Regions from separate parts of the Mus musculus genome. Here region 2 is linked to region 1. The links are chromatin contacts, called in public promoter capture Hi-C maps. All regions are on one chromosome and are shown on one strand. Each heading gives the region's core, a stretch centred on a gene start, on an enhancer-like site or on the middle of the called end of the contact. The rest is flanking DNA. Distances are from core to core; before and after follow the strand shown.

Region 1 (5,108 bases), core at 692-3,191:
TTTTTAATCTATGGGAAAATGTCCCCTTTGGTTTGCACTATGGGTTAACTTCTCAGAGTGACTCCTTGGGCGATTTTTTTCTTGTGTAGCCTCAGCCTTTTCACTTGTAATATGGAGATAATTCCACAATGTTGGTGAGGAAAGGGGGGGGGGAATATAAAGTATCGAGTACATAGTTAATTTGTCTCAACCTGCTTACTCCATGTATACAGTCTGTGCAGAAAGGTAATTCTAGTCTTCCCTCCTTCCATACTTGGGAGTGCGGGAGCTTGCCAAGGGTCTTATTCAGATTAACAATATTCCAACCAAGTAGCAGAGTATTTAGCTTAGTTTAAGGAAGAAGAAGAAGAAATAAAAGACAGGTTTAGAAGATTTTCGGGAAAATTAAATATGGGGTGGGGACACTCTACATTGATGTTTTGGTCGGGAAGTGGTTGTTTGGGGATCGCGAGGACACCGACAATACTTCTACTCCAAAGGGTCTTGGAGTTAGAAGACCTGAGAGTCGTCCAGCTTTCTTCCGGCCCCCAAACGTGGCAAGAACCCACCCTTTGCAGCGCCAGGCACGGTGCCTCACTTTCTCCATTTGCGGACTCCAGTTCCCAGGATGCAGAGCTGCGGCCAATCTCCAGGCTCTCTTTTCACCCCCCACCCCCCCTTGGCAAAGATTGTCCCCCAGCCAAAGAAAGGAGTTCCAAGGGTCAGTGACTTTAGGGAACAGAATTAAAAAGTGGCCAGAATCCTAGCTTTACCACCCAGAAGGTAAAGGAGGCAGCTCCTGGGCCGTGGCGAAGAAGAGGGGGGCTTTATTCCCACGTGTCTGCCCGGCGGCCAGCCTGGCGCAGTCGGGGTTAATCTGCAGCGGAGGGATCCCGGAGCGTGTGCGTAGAACTGCAGAGTCACAGCCTTTCCTCCAAGAGGGCTGTACCCCTCCGCCGCCCCGCTCCAACACAAAATAGGGCCTCCTCTTCTCCTTTCTCCCCTTCTCGAGTGGGGTTCCCCAGGCAAAAGGGCCCCCTGGATCTCGCGCCGGACGCTCCACGAGTCTCTACGATCGCTGCCCAGCTCCAAGGCGAGGAAAGAGCCTCTTCGCAGGAACCACCCTACCGGCCGAGCAGGAGGCGGAGGGGGGAGGCGGAGCGGCGCCGCGCTGCACTACTTTCCTCTCCGGTTGCAAATGGCTGCCTCGTTCCCCACTTTCCGCTCAGTTTCCTGACCCCCCGGCGCCGGGAGCCGGGGTTGGACCATGCACCTCTAGACCCCCCGCGATCAGTGCCTGCCGGGGGTCTAGGGGGTGCCGCTGACCACAGGCGGCCAGGCCGGGGGCGGGGCAGCTCCCGAGGCCAGAGGGGAAGGGAGGCGAGCGCTGGGCCTGGAGCGGCCGGAGGGGAGCGGGCAGAGGGCTCGCACCGCCCGCCCCTTCCTCTTCCTCGCCCACCAACCCTCCTCCCTTCCCCGGGGGGAGCAGAAGGTGGGGGGCTCGAAGCCGCCGAGGGGGGACGCTCGGGGTCGCGGAGCCCGGCGCTGGGTGTGTGTCAGGTTCGGCCCCGCCGGCTCCGCGTCGCCGTAGCTCGCGCGGCCCCGGGGCGCCGGCCCGGCGGGGAGAGGGGCTCGGCGCGGCTGCGAGGGGCTCACGTTCCATCCGGGCCCGGCGCGCGGCGCGGCGCGGCGCGGCATTCCTTCCGGGCTGCTGGGGAGGCGCCTCGACGTTCCATCTGGAGAGCCTCGACGTTCCGCCCGAGCCCGGCGCGGGCGGCCGGGGCGCTGGCCGGGCCCTAGGACTGAGAGGCCGCCCCGCGACGCGGATGCGGAGCCTGCTCGCCCAAGATCAAAGCCACCGGTGCTCTCTTTGTGTCCGCTCGGGATTCGCCGCCCTGGGGCTGTTCATGGAAACCTAAACTGCTGGAACCTGAGGCAGAGAACCCCTGTTGGATTTTTGCTTTTTTTTTTTTTTTTTTTTTTAAACCCCCGGGGGAAGGGTGACCACTCCGACCTGGATTTACCGTTCTTGGTCTCCCTAAGCCCCCCCGAGTGGGGGGCGGCTGTGCTCGCTCTGGCGGTTGGAGGTCGGGGAGCGGCCCGGGCTCTGGCCATGTTCTCGGATGAGGATTTCTGGATCGCCCTGTGAAGAGGTGAGTGAAGTCCGCCCGGCCTGGGCCCAGAAAGGGTTGGACTAGGGGCACAGCCAGATGGACTATCTTGGCCGGTGGCTGGCCTTTAGGTTGGAGAAAGGGGTGCCAGAGCTGGGGAGGGTTCCTTTGGCAGGGTCTGTCAAGGGAATCTGAGCCAGTTGCCACGGCAGAACCGAGGCCTGGTTTCTTGGGGTGTGCCTCTTTAAAGATTGGGGGTTCAGGGAACTACAGGAGTTTGGGAACATGTCCAGATAGCCTCTCTGCCTGTTTATTTTTGTGTTGAGGGAGTTCGACCAAACTAGGACCCAGGCCCTGATGCCAACACCAATCCCAGGCTGTTGTCCCCCACCCCCACCCCCAGGGTTCCTTGGGACAGAGCAACTTGGTGGGGGGATGCCACTGCCAGGTCCCACATACTGCCAGATTGGACTTTAATGTTGTTCCTACCTACCTGGGCACCCAAAACAATCCGTGGGAAACTCAAGGAGCCCTGAGTCCTTCACCCGGGAGGTGGGGGGGGGGGGGGAGGGTGGGTGGAAACTGGTGCGATGAAGAGGGGAGCTGGGGCATGAAGGAGGTGGGGCTGGGGCAGCTCTGCCCCTGCTGTTCAACTTAACTACTCTGCCTGGCAAAGTGACCCCAGCAAGGCCTAGTGGTGTCTTAGCCTGCTTCGTTTCCCCTCCTCTTGGGATGGACATAATCTCCGGGGGATTATAGAGGAGGCCGTTGAGATCTGTTCTCTACGAATGTGGGCTGCAAAAAAATGGCTTTTGTCTCTTGCTTTCTCTGGGCCTAGTGTAGAGTTAGCTGCCCATGAGTCCCTGGCCAATCCTGAAAGCCCCCGCCAGATCTCTACAATGCTTTTCTGGCTACGGAATGGTAAATAGTTCTCAGGTGCTGCCCCGGCTCTGCAGAGTAGGCTAGCTTGTGCCTCTTTGATGGAGAAATGACTTTATTTGTGCTCTTTTCTGCTGGAAGCCAGTGTTTCCAGCCCTGGTAGGAGGTGCTGGGGAGAAGGGGTGTGTATCTACAGCAGGAAGGGTGCAGCATGAGCCTCCCGCCTCAGCCTCTGGGCCCCGGGCTGGGGACAGCCTCTCTCACACCTGTCATGTTGCCCAGCAGGGATTTGGCTAGTGCATTTTGCGCCCTCATTCCACCCCCTCCAAAATACATTTGCTAGGTCTCCTTGAGTATTGTCTCAGAAAGGGGAAAGCAGGGGGTTTGCCCTTGAAAGCTTTCTGAGAGTTGGCATAGGGGTGCGGGGTAAAGTGAGCTGTCATCTATGGTCTCTGCCTCTCTTGTCTGCTCTTAGATAGCATCCTTAGGTGAGACTGTACCTTGTTAGCTCTGGCTGATCCCCTAGGCTACCCAGGGACAATGTGTTACCATTTGGATCCTTCCTAGAGGGCTGACTGAAAATGGGGGAGGAGAGAGGTGTGGTTTGATTCTCTAGCTGGGAACCAGGAAGTCCTGAGTCCCACTGAAGAGCTGTTCACTCAAGGGCTCCAGCCTTTCACCCCTCCAAGCCTCCATTTCCTCCCTTGCAGAGAAAATGGAGTGAAGCCTGTTGGTCTAGGGTGAACACAGGAAGGAGAGTGGTGGGGTAAATCTCTGCCACCTCTCTGGGCTGTTTTGGGTGTTTTTAGATGTAAGACTCCGGGTGTCAGCTCCCTAGCTCAGAGCAAGCCTGGCGCAGGTATTAGCCTAGTTTCGATCCAGGGAAAACCCCCTTGGGATATATGTGTGTGTCTGTTTACTGGCTGTGAATGATGGGATGGGGGAGCCCTTGGTTTTATTTGCTCAAAAGGCTCCAGGGACTTGATTGCTATGGCACTTGGTATTTTGGTATAGATGCTGGGCTGAAAGCTTGAGGAGTTAGGGGCTGAGGTTTCAGGCTACTTGGAGGTGTCCCTGGGTTCTTTATGGTACAGAAAAAGGAGAGTTTGCCGCTCAGTCTTGGACCTTCCATGGCTCTGTAAGTGGGGTGCTCTCTTTGCTGGGGTTTCTACTTTGATCCTCAAGGCTAGATGGAGAAGGTAGTTTCTGTACCTACTTGGGCAGTGCTAGCTTTAGCAGAGAGAGAGAGGGAGGGAGAGAGAGAGAGAGAGAGCAGGAGAGAGCGAGAGAGCGCTAGGGAGCGAGCTGTGCTTGGGGGAGGGCCGAGGAATGTGTCCCTCTGGCCTTGTGTCAGGTGGCCCTCCTACCCACTGTATTATCACTGTTGCCTTCTACTTCTCTTTGTTGCTGTTTGTGGCTCTCTTGGCCTCAACTCTGAGAACAAAGTTGTTGGAGGATCTGTTAGGAAGATATGGTTAGATGCAAACATTTAGGAAACTTTAAAGTCCTCTTGGACCTTCGGTGTGACCAGGCCTTGAATGATTGAATAGGCAGAGGGTCCTGGCTTGAGCCTTGAGCTCCAGTTCCCACTTCCCACAGGTGGCTTGTAAGGGCCTCTTGCAGTTCAGAGCATGCTCTGTAAGTCGGCCAGATAAGCATCCTGCTTTGCTGCAGATGGGTTGTTGTGCATGAGGCTTGGGAAGAGGTAATGGGTGTCGGGTGCTGCTGCTGGGCCTTCCCTGGCAGGGTCAGAGCATTAGGGGGAAAGGAACGTGGCGGCTTCACTTCTGCGTGGCTCCAGGGGGCCGCCAACATTGGCAATGGAACTGGGGGCTTAGGGAAGGAAACGGAGTCTGCGTTGGCTGGGAATTGAGTTACTGATTGCCGGGCACTTTGAGGGCTCCCCTTGTTATTCAGCCCCAAGTGATTGACCAGGGTATTTGCCTTCCAGTTTTAGAGAACAGGATTATCTGTACCCAGGTTGGTGTGACCACTGACTAAACAAGGGGAGGGGAAAACATGGGAGATGGATTTCTCAGACCTTTATCACGTACAGTTGTTTTTAAGGGCGTCTTCTTAACTCACACCACCTTTAGAAGCACTAGATTCTGGTTGAGAGGAAGGCCCACCCTTCTCACC
Region 2 (5,108 bases), core at 719-3,218, 3.6 Mb before region 1:
GGAAAGCAAGGTCCCAAGGCAAGTGGAGAATGTACTGTTCTCAGTTAAGGCGAGGGATCCTGTGCCGTGGTGCTGGTTGAACGTGCATTTCCCCCGACACAATACAATTCGGGAACCCAGTACCCACCAAATACACTGAACGTCGGGGCATAAAGCCCAGGGCTCTAGTGCAGTCTGGGAATCAAGCCAACCCCAAACTAGAGCTGGAGGCGTTGGCCACAGCCCCAGTGCATGCCGGGAACCTCTGCCCACTACCCCAGTGCTTGCTGGGAACAACCCTCAGGCCAGGTGCATGCTGGGGCCGCGCCGCCGCCCCTCCTCACCACCTCACACTTTTCGTCCTTCAGGAATCCAAGCGAGGCAGCTCACCTGGGCAGCCCGCAGCCTGTAGTAGTGCCGGAGCCCTGATCCTCTTCACTCATTCCCTCCTCCGTCCCCGCGGGCGCCACCGTGACTACAGCCTCCACGCACCCCAGTACACCGCCGAGGAGCTAGGGCCGGGGCCAAGCCCGGAGTCGCGGCCGGTAGGGCCCGCCGCGGGGCATGCTGGGATCTGGAGTCCCCCGCCCACTCGGCTCCTTGTGTCTTCTTATGGATCCGAGCTACCCGCCCCACAACCCTCAGCGAGACTCGCCCGGGCATCTGCACCGCCTTCTGGGAGGAGCAGACCCTCGGCGGAAGCTTCCCAAGCTACTACGAGTGGGTTGGGTTTTTTGTTTTTTTGGTTTTTTTTTTTTCCTAATGTCATTCCCGCCTTCCTCCTTGCGCACCGCCTCCTCCCAAGCCGACACTGTGAGCATGCGTATTAGCTGCGTGTAGGCGGCCAGGGGCGGGGCGGTAAGGTCTGTCTCCCTGAGAGAACTACAGAACCCAGGCGCCAGCGCGTCATTCGGGCGCCGCTGCGGGCTTCGCTGCTTTATTGGCTATACTGAGAGCGACTTCCTGTAGGCGCTTGCAGATTGGTCACTTGGCCCAGAGGGCGGAGACGAGGAAAGGTGTAGCCTTCTCCTTGAGGAAAGGCTGTGATTGGCCGAAGTCCTTTTGCTGCCCCAGAGGGTGTGCCTTACCTGGCCACCCCCACCCCAGAGCTCTGGGGTTTTATAAGTCCGGAGTTCTCCTCAGACCCGGTCTCCCAGGCTGTAGCGTAAGCTTCTCAGCACTCCGTGTCAAAAAACCCGTTGCTTTTCTGTGGCTTGTCCTTCGCCTCTCTTCACTAACTCCACGCAGCCTGACAGGGTTCGTGCCTCTTTAGATCAGCCCTAGTGAACCTCTTTTAACTGTCCCGAGAATCATTAGATGGACCTTCTGTGTTTAGTCTCACCTGAAAGAGCACAGGAATAATTAACGAACTAATATACGCGCAGAGCTTAACGATTACCTTTGGCTCTCCAAAGCCTTGATACCACCAGAGTGAAAGAAATATGGGAAATCTTGTGACCTTGGACAGAAGGAGAAAGTGATACCACGAAAAACGTGATTCAAAGAGTGTTTTTTAAAATGGGTCTAGGATAAGATGTCTTGCTAGAAAGGAATAGGGTTAGAGGTAAGAGGAATCAGTAATGAAAACGAGCGATCGGTCATCCAGGAGCACAGAAGTGGGAAGGGACCTACGGCTGGGTGGATTCCAATTGGGTGAAAATGGAGCAGCGACGAGGGAAGGCCAGCTGGAGATGTCGGTATGACAAGGGACCAGTGCCAGAGCGTTGTGTATACTGATGGACTGCGCTCTCGGGGTGTAGGAAAGAATCTGTAAGACAGGTCACAAGGGGATCCTACAGATTCCGCATGAGGACCAAAGTGGAACTGCCGTAGAACACCTCCAGGAAGGAGCCTGGATCGCGCCGGATGGCAGCCACAGGCTCCTTTAAGAGGCCGGCGACTCCAGCGCAGCATCCCCCGCTCAGGGCGTGTCCGTCCCGGGGGGCCAGGGGCGGGGGCTTTGGAAGGAGCGGGAGTTCAAGTCGAGTGGGGACGGGGCTTCGAGTAGGGGGTGGGGGCTAAAAGCTGGGGCTGACACCCGTACACCTGAGTTCCACACGAGCATCGCCGGTGACAGCTCTCCAGGTCCGGTGGAGGGCAACGGGGGGAGGAGGGAAGGAGGAGGAGGAGGAGGAGGCGGGAGCAGCATCCGGAGCGGAGCTGCAGCAGCGCCGCCTTTTGTGCTGCGGCCGCGGAGCCCCCGAGGTGAGAGCCTGGGCGACTTGTGGGGGTGGGGGGCAGGGATGGGTTCGGGTCTTGGGATCCTGGCGTGGAGGGAGGGTCGGGATACAATTGTGGCGTGGTGGGGGAGGAGGTGACTCGAGGATGCTGAAGCTGTGGTATGAAGGAACTAGAGCCCTGGACCCGACGCCTGGAGATAGGAAGGAACCGGGCGAAGCTGAGGGATGCGGCGGCCCAGCTTGGAGACCAAGAGCCTCCAAAGCTGTGGTGGATTATGCGAGGATGAGGGTGGCTAGGGGAAGACCTAAAGGACAGCGGGCAAGAGCACGTCCTCTCCTCCTCAACCTCAGGACCTAGAAAGGAGGGAGAATTGTGGCCCCCTCCAGGGAAGGGATGGAAGGGCAAGGCCTAATATACCCACCGCCCCCCTCCCCCACTCCTGCACCTAATAGGCTCTACCTGAAAATTAGGCTGCACCTACACCTGCATGCCCTGGCAGGGCCCTCTCCCCCGTCCATCTGTAATCCCTCTAATCTCCAGCTGTGGCATTCCCTACCGTCCAGCTGTTGCACCCCGTCCTCCATTTGGATGTAGTTTTCTCTCTCTTCTGCCTGCTCGTCTCTGGTTTCCTTAACCCATTTCCCTAGTCAGGCGCTTCACAAACCTCCCTTTTTCTCACACACTCACCAAACTCCTTGGCTTACAATCTTGGTAGGCAAGGCTTTGGCTGAGGGTAGAAAGAGAAGAGGGGTGGGTTCCATAAACAGTAGTAGGGCTGCAGGGAGGAGCCTTGCGGCTCTCTGTCTTCTGCCTCTTTGGCCTTCAACCAAAAGAGCATGCACATGAGGTCTCACACACCCCAGGCACCTGGAGCCTCACTCTAAACTCTCTTCTGATTCTCCCAGCCGCCTCGTGGTTTTCAGGCAGAGGGTCATCCCAAGCTTACACCAGTAGCAAGAATTTGGAAAGGAAACAGCCCAAGTTCCCTCTGGGCCTTGCTGTCCAAACATTAGTGTTTACAAGTTCAAGAGTGCTGCCATCTCTCATGGAAAGTTATCTGGGCCCCAAGTTGGGTCTAACCAACTGTTGACTTCCAGGAAGACCCCAAGGTCCAATACTTGCCAAGTCCTAGATCTTTGGTGGATGGAGGTGGAAGATGGAAGGTGTGGCTGGGGTTTCCTAGACTTCTTCACAAGAGCAAAACCCTGTTAAAAGCAGTTACTGCTCTGAGTCTCTGGGAATGGGGGTTAATAATAAAATGATAGAGAACACGAAATTCCAGCACCCACCTCTGCCTTTGCTGCCCATGCCTAGGGAGTAAGAGAATGGGAGGTGGCAGCTTTTCTAGAATCCATTGAAAGGATGCCAGCAGAGGACATGGTGGCTTTAGGAGAGTTTGTCCATTTGCCCTCAGAAAGCCCGGTCATGTGTGAACCAGGATAGGGGCCATGCTGTTCTGGGGCATAGGGAGCTCCAGAGAAGAGCCCTGTTCTTCAGTTTTATCTATTTATTCATGGTATTAGGAATTGACCCCAGGGCCTACATTCTGGGCAAGCTTTCTACCACCAAAGTACACCATTGGGTTGTTTGTTTGTTTGTTTGTTTGTTTATTTGTTTTCAAATTTTTTGAGACAGTGCCACTAAGTTACCTCTCAGGGCTTGAACTTTAAATTCTCCTGTCTCAGCCTCTTAAATAGCTGAGCCTTTGAGGCCTGTGCTGACAGACCTGGCAGGTCGCATTTTTCTTTATTTTCCTTTTTTCTTTTTTTCTCTACCTCCCTTTCTTCCTCATTATTACCTCTTGTCTTGAGGAGGTAAACAAAGGAAGCACAGAGCATGGTGGCTGGTAGAAGCCTCAGCACAGTGGAGGCAGGTGGAGACAAGTGGATCTCTGTGAGTTCAAGGCCAGCCTGTCTACACTACAAGTTTCAGGGTAGTCAAGACTACATTGAGTCTGTCTCAGCAAACTAAAAAGAAAAGACAACTTTGTATCAGGGTCTAGTGGTGGTTCAGGTGGTAAAGGCCTGACAAACATGCATGCAAGAAGCAAAGACAAGACTCTGGGTTCCATCCCTAGCATAAAGCCTGCCTGCCATGATGCTTCACTTTCTCCTACACTGGGAAAGTAAAGGCAGGAGTTCACGGTCATATTTCACCACATTGCAAGTTTAAGGCCAGTCTGGGTGACATAATACCTTGTTTCAAAAAGAAAAGTATTTTTTTCTATGTACTTTGTGTGAAACATCATGGTTGCTGTCTATAGAGTGCATCCTGTGTGCCAGGTTCCAGGCCGAAAACTTGTTTTGGTTACTTCAGTGATGCCTATAACATCATCAAGTTCTGCTGTCGTCACTTTAGGGATGAGGACACTGAAATGACTTAGTTATTCAAGACCCATTAAATAGTCTTGGTGGCGTTCGTGTTTCAGTAATCAGCGGGCTAAAAAGTCAAAAATGCAAGGAGGATCAGGACTTTGAGGCCTGGCATGGCATGATAGCAAACACCTTTAATCTAGGACCCCGGAGTGCAGAGGCTGGCAGATCTCTAAGACTAGCCTGGTCCACACATCAAGCTCCAACCTAGCCACGGCTACATAATGAGAGCCCCACCCACCCACCCACCTCTCTCTCTCTCTCTCTCTCTCTCTCTCTCTCTCTCTCTCTCTCTCTCTTAAACACACAGACACACACACAAGGAAAGAAGTCAGCATATGGCTAGAGCTGGGCCTATCCCACAACCTCATGTATGACTGATATAGTATCACAGTCCACATTTAGATGCAGAACAGCTTTGTTAGCAGACCTTATATACTATAGGTCACCCAGCCAATCAGAAGCAGCCCCAGCCTCTGCTGGTCCTGAGGCCTATGGCTCCCTCATGCCTAGACCAGGGGCATGAATTAAAAAACATATAAAAACAAAACCATCATCTTTTATGATAAAGGAAAC

What was found. Promoter capture Hi-C pulls out the DNA fragments that hold promoters and counts their contacts.
Region 2: a promoter capture Hi-C map of liver shows a contact between it and region 1, with 2.3 times the contacts expected there. The contact joins the promoter of Map3k12 here to the promoter of Kmt2d in region 1. A contact is called at or near these places in 3 of 39 promoter capture datasets (cranial neural crest, liver and pre-B cells).

Annotation. Positions count from the first base shown.
Region 1 is chr15:98,868,038-98,873,145 of GRCm38.p6, reverse strand. It overlaps Kmt2d (lysine (K)-specific methyltransferase 2D), which reads left to right and starts at 1,941. Exons shown (of 55, transcript NM_001033276.3): 1 at 1,941-2,132.
Region 2 is chr15:102,513,864-102,518,971 of GRCm38.p6, reverse strand. Map3k12 (mitogen-activated protein kinase kinase kinase 12) reads left to right here and starts at 1,968. Exons shown (of 16, transcript NM_001163643.1): 1 at 1,968-2,184. Tarbp2 (TARBP2, RISC loading complex RNA binding subunit) reads right to left here and starts at 780. Exons shown (of 9, transcript NM_009319.3): 1 at 370-780. The coding sequence starts at 422.